2 separate regions of the Zea mays genome follow, and region 1 is linked to region 2. Evidence: chromatin contacts called from public Hi-C data. All regions are on one chromosome and are shown on one strand. The core of a region is the stretch at or near the end of the contact, and the rest is flanking DNA. Distances in the headings are between cores, read along the strand shown. Region 1 holds the start of LOC103634583 (pentatricopeptide repeat-containing protein At1g56690, mitochondrial). Region 2 has its middle 39 kb from the start of LOC606403.

Evidence for each region. A called contact is a pair of places that touch in the nucleus more often than the background predicts.
Region 1: a contact with region 2 is called in a Hi-C map of leaf, with 5 times the contacts expected there. The contact joins the promoter of LOC103634583 here to the enhancer-like site in region 2. A contact is called at or near these places in 3 of 25 Hi-C or Micro-C datasets (all in leaf).

Annotation. Positions count from the first base shown.
Region 1 is chr1:51,619,128-51,622,663 of Zm-B73-REFERENCE-NAM-5.0, forward strand. LOC103634583 (pentatricopeptide repeat-containing protein At1g56690, mitochondrial) reads left to right here and starts at 2,115. Exons shown (of 5, transcript XM_035963596.1): 1 at 2,115-3,536. The coding sequence starts at 2,153.
Region 2 is chr1:51,473,917-51,477,437 of Zm-B73-REFERENCE-NAM-5.0, forward strand. No RefSeq gene overlaps it. Among protein-coding and RNA genes, the nearest start is that of LOC606403, 39 kb to the left of the region's middle. Within about 2 kb of position 1,630, at least 18 of the 20 cell types and tissues checked have an H3K27ac peak or open chromatin away from gene starts, as enhancers often do. A contact at or near this core is called in leaf, where this site is marked.

The sequences.
Region 1 (3,536 bases), core at 865-3,364, 150 kb after region 2:
CAACTTCTTGCTCCATCATGAAATCCTCCGAAGTTTCGGTGCGGTGCTCGATGATTCGCACCATCATGCCGAATAAGAACACAGGCAAAAACCTAAAGCCTAGCCCCCTACCTGGCGCGCCAAATGTCGGAGAGGAAATCTCCGGCCGGGTGGCGGAGTGCACCCGCCCTAAATCCTAAGATGAGGAGGGGCCTAAGCGTTTTGCCTGTTATGCGAGATGGAGGGACGAACACAAGAACACACGAGAGTTTAGAGTGGTTCGGGCCACCGGAGCGTAATACCCTACTCCACTGTATGTTGGATTGCTGTGGAAGCTTGAGAGTCTGAGTGAACTTGTGTTGTAACGTCGCATGCCTCCCCTTTTATAGCCGAAGGGGGGCATACACAAAGGTACTGAGCCCCGACATGTGAGACCGGGGACAAAATGTATATAGCACTTGGAGCTACTAATGTTTGCTGTTGGGGCAATCTTCTCGCGCCCTGACATCCGAGATCTGCGTATCCTTAGCGTGCAGGGGAAGCTTCTTGTATAAGGGATGGTGAGTACAGTGCGTTGCATGGCACGGACGCACTGTTTGACAACAGACTGGACAGGCACGCCGTCTGGAGGATGACCCCTGACGTCGTCTGCCAGCGGAGTGGACAGGACGCATTGAATGCTGAGAGGGCACATCACCTGCCAGCATGGTGGCAGGCGGCGCATCCTCTCCGCAATAAATGCAAAGACCGTGGGGCTTTAGAGGCCTTACGTCAGGCTCCGCCCGTTGGCTTATGTCACGGGCCACAAGCCACGCGGTAGCAGCGGGTCTCCGCTTGAGTGGGGAGCGTAGGGCAAAGCCTGGACACGTGCCAGCGCCGGACCCTCACTCATGTCGGGGTCCCTTCCGTCCCGGGACCTTGCTGTGGCCCGGACCTTACTCGGAGAGGCCTGGGGCCCGTCGGTATGCCTTCTTTGGAGTTTCGGACCGTATCCGAGGGTTCGGGCTGTGCGTACAGGGGTCTGGTGTTCCTCCGCGAGGGTCCGGACCCGATAACGCACCCTGCGGTGTATTACCTTTCCTCGCCACGTGGTATCCCTGAACCTGCCCATGTGGTGGGGTTGGGGTGCCATTCTCCGCGCGGCGTCTTTATACTGTAGTAGGGGTACTCCTGATTCGGGGTACCGACAGAGGGGATTGATACGGATTGGGAGATATTTTGACTTACTAGGGATTAAAAACCCCTCAATCCATATATATTGGGGTAGAACCGAACAAGCCCTAAGGTGGTGAAGATAACAATGAACCCAAACAAAAAAACAAGGTGCAGTGGATGGTAGAAACCAAAAGCAAGCAGGCGATGAGGCACGTGTGCTGGCCTAGGGATTGAGCGCTGCTCGAGCAGAGATGGCAATGGGTACTCGAAACCCGACGGGTTTTACCCGATATGAAGGAGGGTATGGGATGATTTCTCTACCCGCGGGTATGTTAATGGGCAAGATCCTCTACCCGTTGGGTAGACGGGCATGGGTATAGGTTGGTACTACCCATATCCATCTACCCATGGGTAGAATATACCCGCAACAATACCACTATAATCATCTAATAGAGCCCATCTTAGCTAAAATAAAACTCTTCTCTAGCTATCATTTGTTTAGTTACCAAGTTATATAATCATATGATTATATGTGAAGTTGGACTTATTTTTTATGTTTATTTAATGTTTTGAGTGATTAATATATTGAAATTTAAGTCTTTTCTAGTGGGTACGGGTTATCCGACGGGTAAAATTACTCGCGCGGGTACGAGTAGGATTTTATACCCGCGAACATATATGGGTAACCCGACGAGTAAAAGTTTTTTTGGATAGGTACGGATATGGAACGGCACTACCCGACGGCTATGTACCCGTTGCCATCTCTATGCTCGAGTGTGGCATGTTGGTTGGATGCTGCTCGAGTGTGGCATGTTGGCTAGAACTTGCATATCTCATACGATTTTAGTATAATATACAAATAAATTGTATATATAAATATATTAATTTAATTAGTTTGTGTTTAAATTATAATTACGTAGAATGAAATTCAATTTCAATGAAATAAAAGTGACCTTAAAAAATAAAAATCCATCGAGAAAAATGGTTTTCCGTCCTATATTTTGAACGCATGGGGTAAATGCATTCGAGAACTGTACAGTTTCGAAAGTACAGAGAATGTTTTCGGCGACTGCAATACTGCGAAGTGGCCATCCGTCGGCAAAGGGCCGACTTCCTGTGCTCGTTCCTGTCATACCTCGCCACCATGCGCCTCCCGCCCGTCCGCTTCCTGCCGTCGAGCTCAACGCCGGCGGTAGTGGACGCGAACGCGCGCATCGCTCGGCTGGCACGCACGGGGAACATGGAGGGCGCCCGCGCCACGTTCGAGGCCATGCCGCTCCGCACCACCGCCTCCTACAACGCCCTCCTCGCCGGCTACTTCCGCAATCACCTCCCCGACGCCGCGCTCCGCGTCTTCCACCGTATGCCCACGCGGGACCTCGCCTCCTACAACGCGCTCATCTCTGGTCTCTCCCTGCGCCGTCACACCCTCCCCGATGCCGCCGCGGCGCTCGCCACCATCCCCTACCCGCCCTCGGTCGTCTCCTTCACATCCCTCCTGCGTGGGTATGTGCGCCACGGCCTCCTGGCTGACGCCATACAGCTGTTCCGCCAAATGCCTGAGCGTAACCACATATCGTACACGGTGCTGCTCGGTGGCTTCCTCGACGCCGGCCGTGTTGACGAGGCTCGCAAGTTGTTTGACGAAATGCCCGCAAAGGATGTTGTTGCGTGGACTGCCATGCTGTCTGGGTACTGCCAGGTTGGCCGGGTTGATGAGGCGCGCACTCTATTTGATGAAATGCCAAAGAGGAATGTTGTGTCGTGGACAGCTATGGTCTCTGGCTACGCTCAGAATGGGCAGGTGAACCTTGCCCGGAAGCTGTTCGAGGTGATGCCTGAGCGAAATGAGGTGTCGTGGACTGCAATGCTATTTGGGTATATACAGGCTGGCCGCATAGAGGATGCTGAGGAGCTGTTTAATGCAATGCCAGATCACCCATTGGCTGCCTGCAATGGGATGATTGTTGGGTTTGGGCAGCAGGGGATGGTGGATGCTGCCAAGTCAGTCTTTGACAGGATGTGTGAGAGAGATGATGGAACATGGAGTGCAATCATCAAAGCATATGAACAGAATGAATTCTTGATGGAGGCACTGTCTACCTTTCGTGAGATGTTGCACATTGGAATCCGTCCAAACTACCCATCAGTCATCAGCATCCTCACCGTATGCGCAGCACTGGCTGTTCTTGATTATGGGAGGGAAGTGCATGGTGCAATGCTGAGGCGCTCCTTTGATATGGACATCTATGCCGTGTCAGCATTAATCACAATGTACATCAAATGTGGCAATTTGGATAAGGCCAAAAGGGTCTTTCACATGTTTGAGCCCAAAGACGTTGTGATGTGGAACTCTATGATCACTGGTTATGCTCAACATGGGTTGGGAGAGGAAGCACTCC
Region 2 (3,521 bases), core at 380-2,879:
AGAGCAATAGCAGAGGCTACCCAAAAGTTCAGTGGAGAACAAGGCATAAGGTAAAGCAAACTAGGGTGACCTATTGGGTCCCATCAAAATTAAGCCTAAACACACCACAGTGATTATAGAGAACATTATTGGGTCAAGAAGAGTGGTAAATTGCACAACTTGCCTTCGACAAGCTCCTACTTAGTGTCTTCAACCTACTGAGCTCCGAGCTCCTCAATCACTTGCTCGTCTACTCACGACAATACAAAAAACATTGCATAGGAGAAATTAACATCACACCAAACATGATAATATAATGCATAATAATGATCTATGCATCGTAACGAGATCCTAGGTTCGAGAACCACTAAATTCGAAGTTACGGTTAAAGAGTTCTGATTTTCTAAATATTTAGGTGTTAAACATAAAACAAAATGAGTTTATTTTTATCACTATGCTACATAGTAAAATAAGGTTACTAACTAGTTAACAATATTAATATGAGTCCAACGCAACTGGAATGGATCAATTTGGAGTTAAATCAAAGAAGTTATGGATTTATTAAGGTTTGGGAATTAATTTCTACATAAAAATCAATTTTCTAATTTATTCTATTATTGTGGGCATCATTATACCAAAGACCAGGGTCAAAGATATAAATACCAGGGCTCCGGTTAATTATTCTATAAAGTGGCAGGATTGCGGGTTTATTCATGAAGAAAACATGGACTCTTTTGTAAAACGATCAACGCGAAGGGAAATGCAAGGATCACAGCCGTCTAATCTAAATCTCGCGCACCAGATTAAGAGTTTTATACTTTGAACCGGTATGCAATCGTGACCCTTGGTTACAGGATCAGTGCCCATGGTTTAATGAAGTGTGATTCAAGTCTCACACGTTCGATCCCGATCGGACGCTCCTCGCCTTCCCCCACCAAACCAGTATTCACACAATGAATCACGGCCGCTCCAAACACATCCAACGGCCAGGGATTCGTCTCCTATCCCCCGTCCCGACACCAGACCGCGGCAGAGCCACACCGGTGAGGCGGTCCCAGGACATGCTAGTGCACTTTTACCCATTTCAAAGTCCCCTACACGACGCCCGAACGATAGCATTTCGATTAGGGAGCACACACCTGCCAATCATGACGTGAGGAGCCATGCCGCCCGACGTATCGCGACCCGCGATGGTGATTCCGTTGTCGATGAGCAATTGCTCAGGACCCTAGTGAACGTCGCCCGAATCTGCTAGGCGCACACCTTCTACGGGTTCGACGATCACCCGAAGTCGAATCCCAAGACTAGAATCGTCGTGGTTCAATTTTCCCACGCTGGCGGCCTCCCTTGCATTTTCTCTACCACCCACGACACTCTAGCTCACGGCATTCACATGTTGTTCTCAAGATGGGCGAGGAAGTGGTCACGAGGTGCTCCGAGGTTCCTGCCTTTATCGCCCTCGCCCAAACCGGCTGATTAGCGAGGACTCCAGATGGGCAGCAACGGCGGCCGCACGTAGCTCGCGTTTCTGTTACGACGAGGGGGAGAAGAGGGCTGACAAGCGGGCTCCAGACTCCAGCACGAGTGCGGTCGCGTGCGTGCCCTGGGTGGTGGCCCAGTGGGACCAGTCTGTCGGCACTGCGAGGTGGACAACCAGGGCACATGTAGAGGGCTGGCGGTTGGGCCCCCGTGTCAGCGTGGCAAGGAGAGGGGTCGGTTGGGCCAATCCGGGCCAAAAGTGGGTTTGAGTGGTGCCTAAATTCCTTTTTTTCTTTTCCATTTATCCTGTTTTGCATTCCTTTCCCTACTATAATTCTTAGGTTCCCATATTTTTCAGATTTCAAATTTGGATTCAAGGCTAAATTTGTTTTATATTTATGCTTGAGTTTAATGCAGATCCAAAACTTCAACATGATGCATACTTCCATATATTTATTTGGTTTTCATGAGAGGTGAAGAATCATGCTTGTCGGAGATGCGATTCTCCGGCCGGGTGGCGGAGTGCACCCGCCCTAAGTCCTAAGATGCGGAGGGGGCTTAAGCGTTTTGCCTGTTGGAGATTAGAGGGATGAACACAAGAACACACAAGGGTTTAGAGTGGTTCGGGCCGCCAGAGCGTAATACCCTACTCCAATGTGTGATGTATTGAACTTGAGAGCTTGTATGAACTTGTGAGCCTGTGCTGGGTCTAAGTGTGTCTGTCCTTGTTCACATCGCATGCCTCCCCTTTTATAGCTCAAGGGGGGCATGTACAAGGGTTCTGAGCCCCGACACGTGGGCCCAGGGACAAATGGAAGGGTGGAACTACTGCTTGCCCTGCCCGTGTAATCTCCTGACACCCGAGATCCGCGTCGACTCGGCGCGCTGGGGGAAGCTTCTCGTATAAGGGACGAGTATAGTGCACCGCGTAGCACGGGCGCACTGTTTCGTCAATGGACTGGACAGGTACGCTGTCTGCAGGGTGGCCCTGGCATCGCCTGCCAGCGGAATAGACAGGACGCAATAAATGCCGTGGAGGCACATCATCTGCCAGAAGGGTGGTCAGGCGGTGCGTTCTCTCCGTAATAAATGCGGAGGCCGCGCGGCCCAGAACCCTTACGTCATGCTCCGCCCATCGGCCCACGTCATGGACAATAAGCCATATGGCTGCATTTGGCCGAGCAGGGGGGCGGAGGAGCCATGGATAGAGTCAGGACACGTGTCAACCCCGGACCTATGCCCAGGTCATGACACTTCCTTTCCCGGGCCCTTGTTATGGGTGGTCCGGAGCTCACTTGGTGGGGTCCGAACCTTATCAAATGGTTTCGGGTTGCTTTACCTCGGGGGTCCGGGCTGTGCGCACAGGGATCCCGAGCCTACTGGGCCTGAGGGCGTTGTCTCTAAGAGTGCCACCTTAACTACCCACGAGACACCCTTGGGGTTGTTCTTCGTTCGGTTAAGGGTAGCCACACAGGCATCGAGCCTTCATACCGTAGTAAGGGGTACCCCTAATCCAGGGTACCGACAGTGGCCCCCGAGCCCGCCTCAGGGGAGGATGCGAGCCTGCAGGCGGGGCAGAGTTTGGTTGACGATTGGCTCGTTGCTCCTGCGTGCCCGTTGATGCAGTTACTGCCAGCCCGCTTATGGTCACGCCGACTGCCATGCCTCCCCCCGAGGCTAACTGTCCTGTGAACTCCGTACTTAATGCCTTTGTTGTGCCATGCGCGGGGTGCCTCGAGTCGCTGCATCGGTTCCTTGGAAATCTATCTTCTTGGTCTCGAGGAGGCGCGGTATTGGCGCGAGCGGTGGTGCAACTTTCCTGTATCCAGGGACCGGTGCGCCGGGTGTGTGACATGTGGGCCTGGGCCCCCATGTCAGAGGTTGTACCACCGGTTGCAGAAACCGCAGGGCGGTTGCATGCTCCTTGTGCGGCGGTTCGCCTTCTTGACCGCTGGTTGCGGTGGAGATGAAAGGGTGTATAACCGCAGGGCAGTTCCGCGCTCCTTGCGCGGCGGTTCGCCTTCTTGACCGCTGGTCATGGTGAAGATGGAAGGGCATATAAT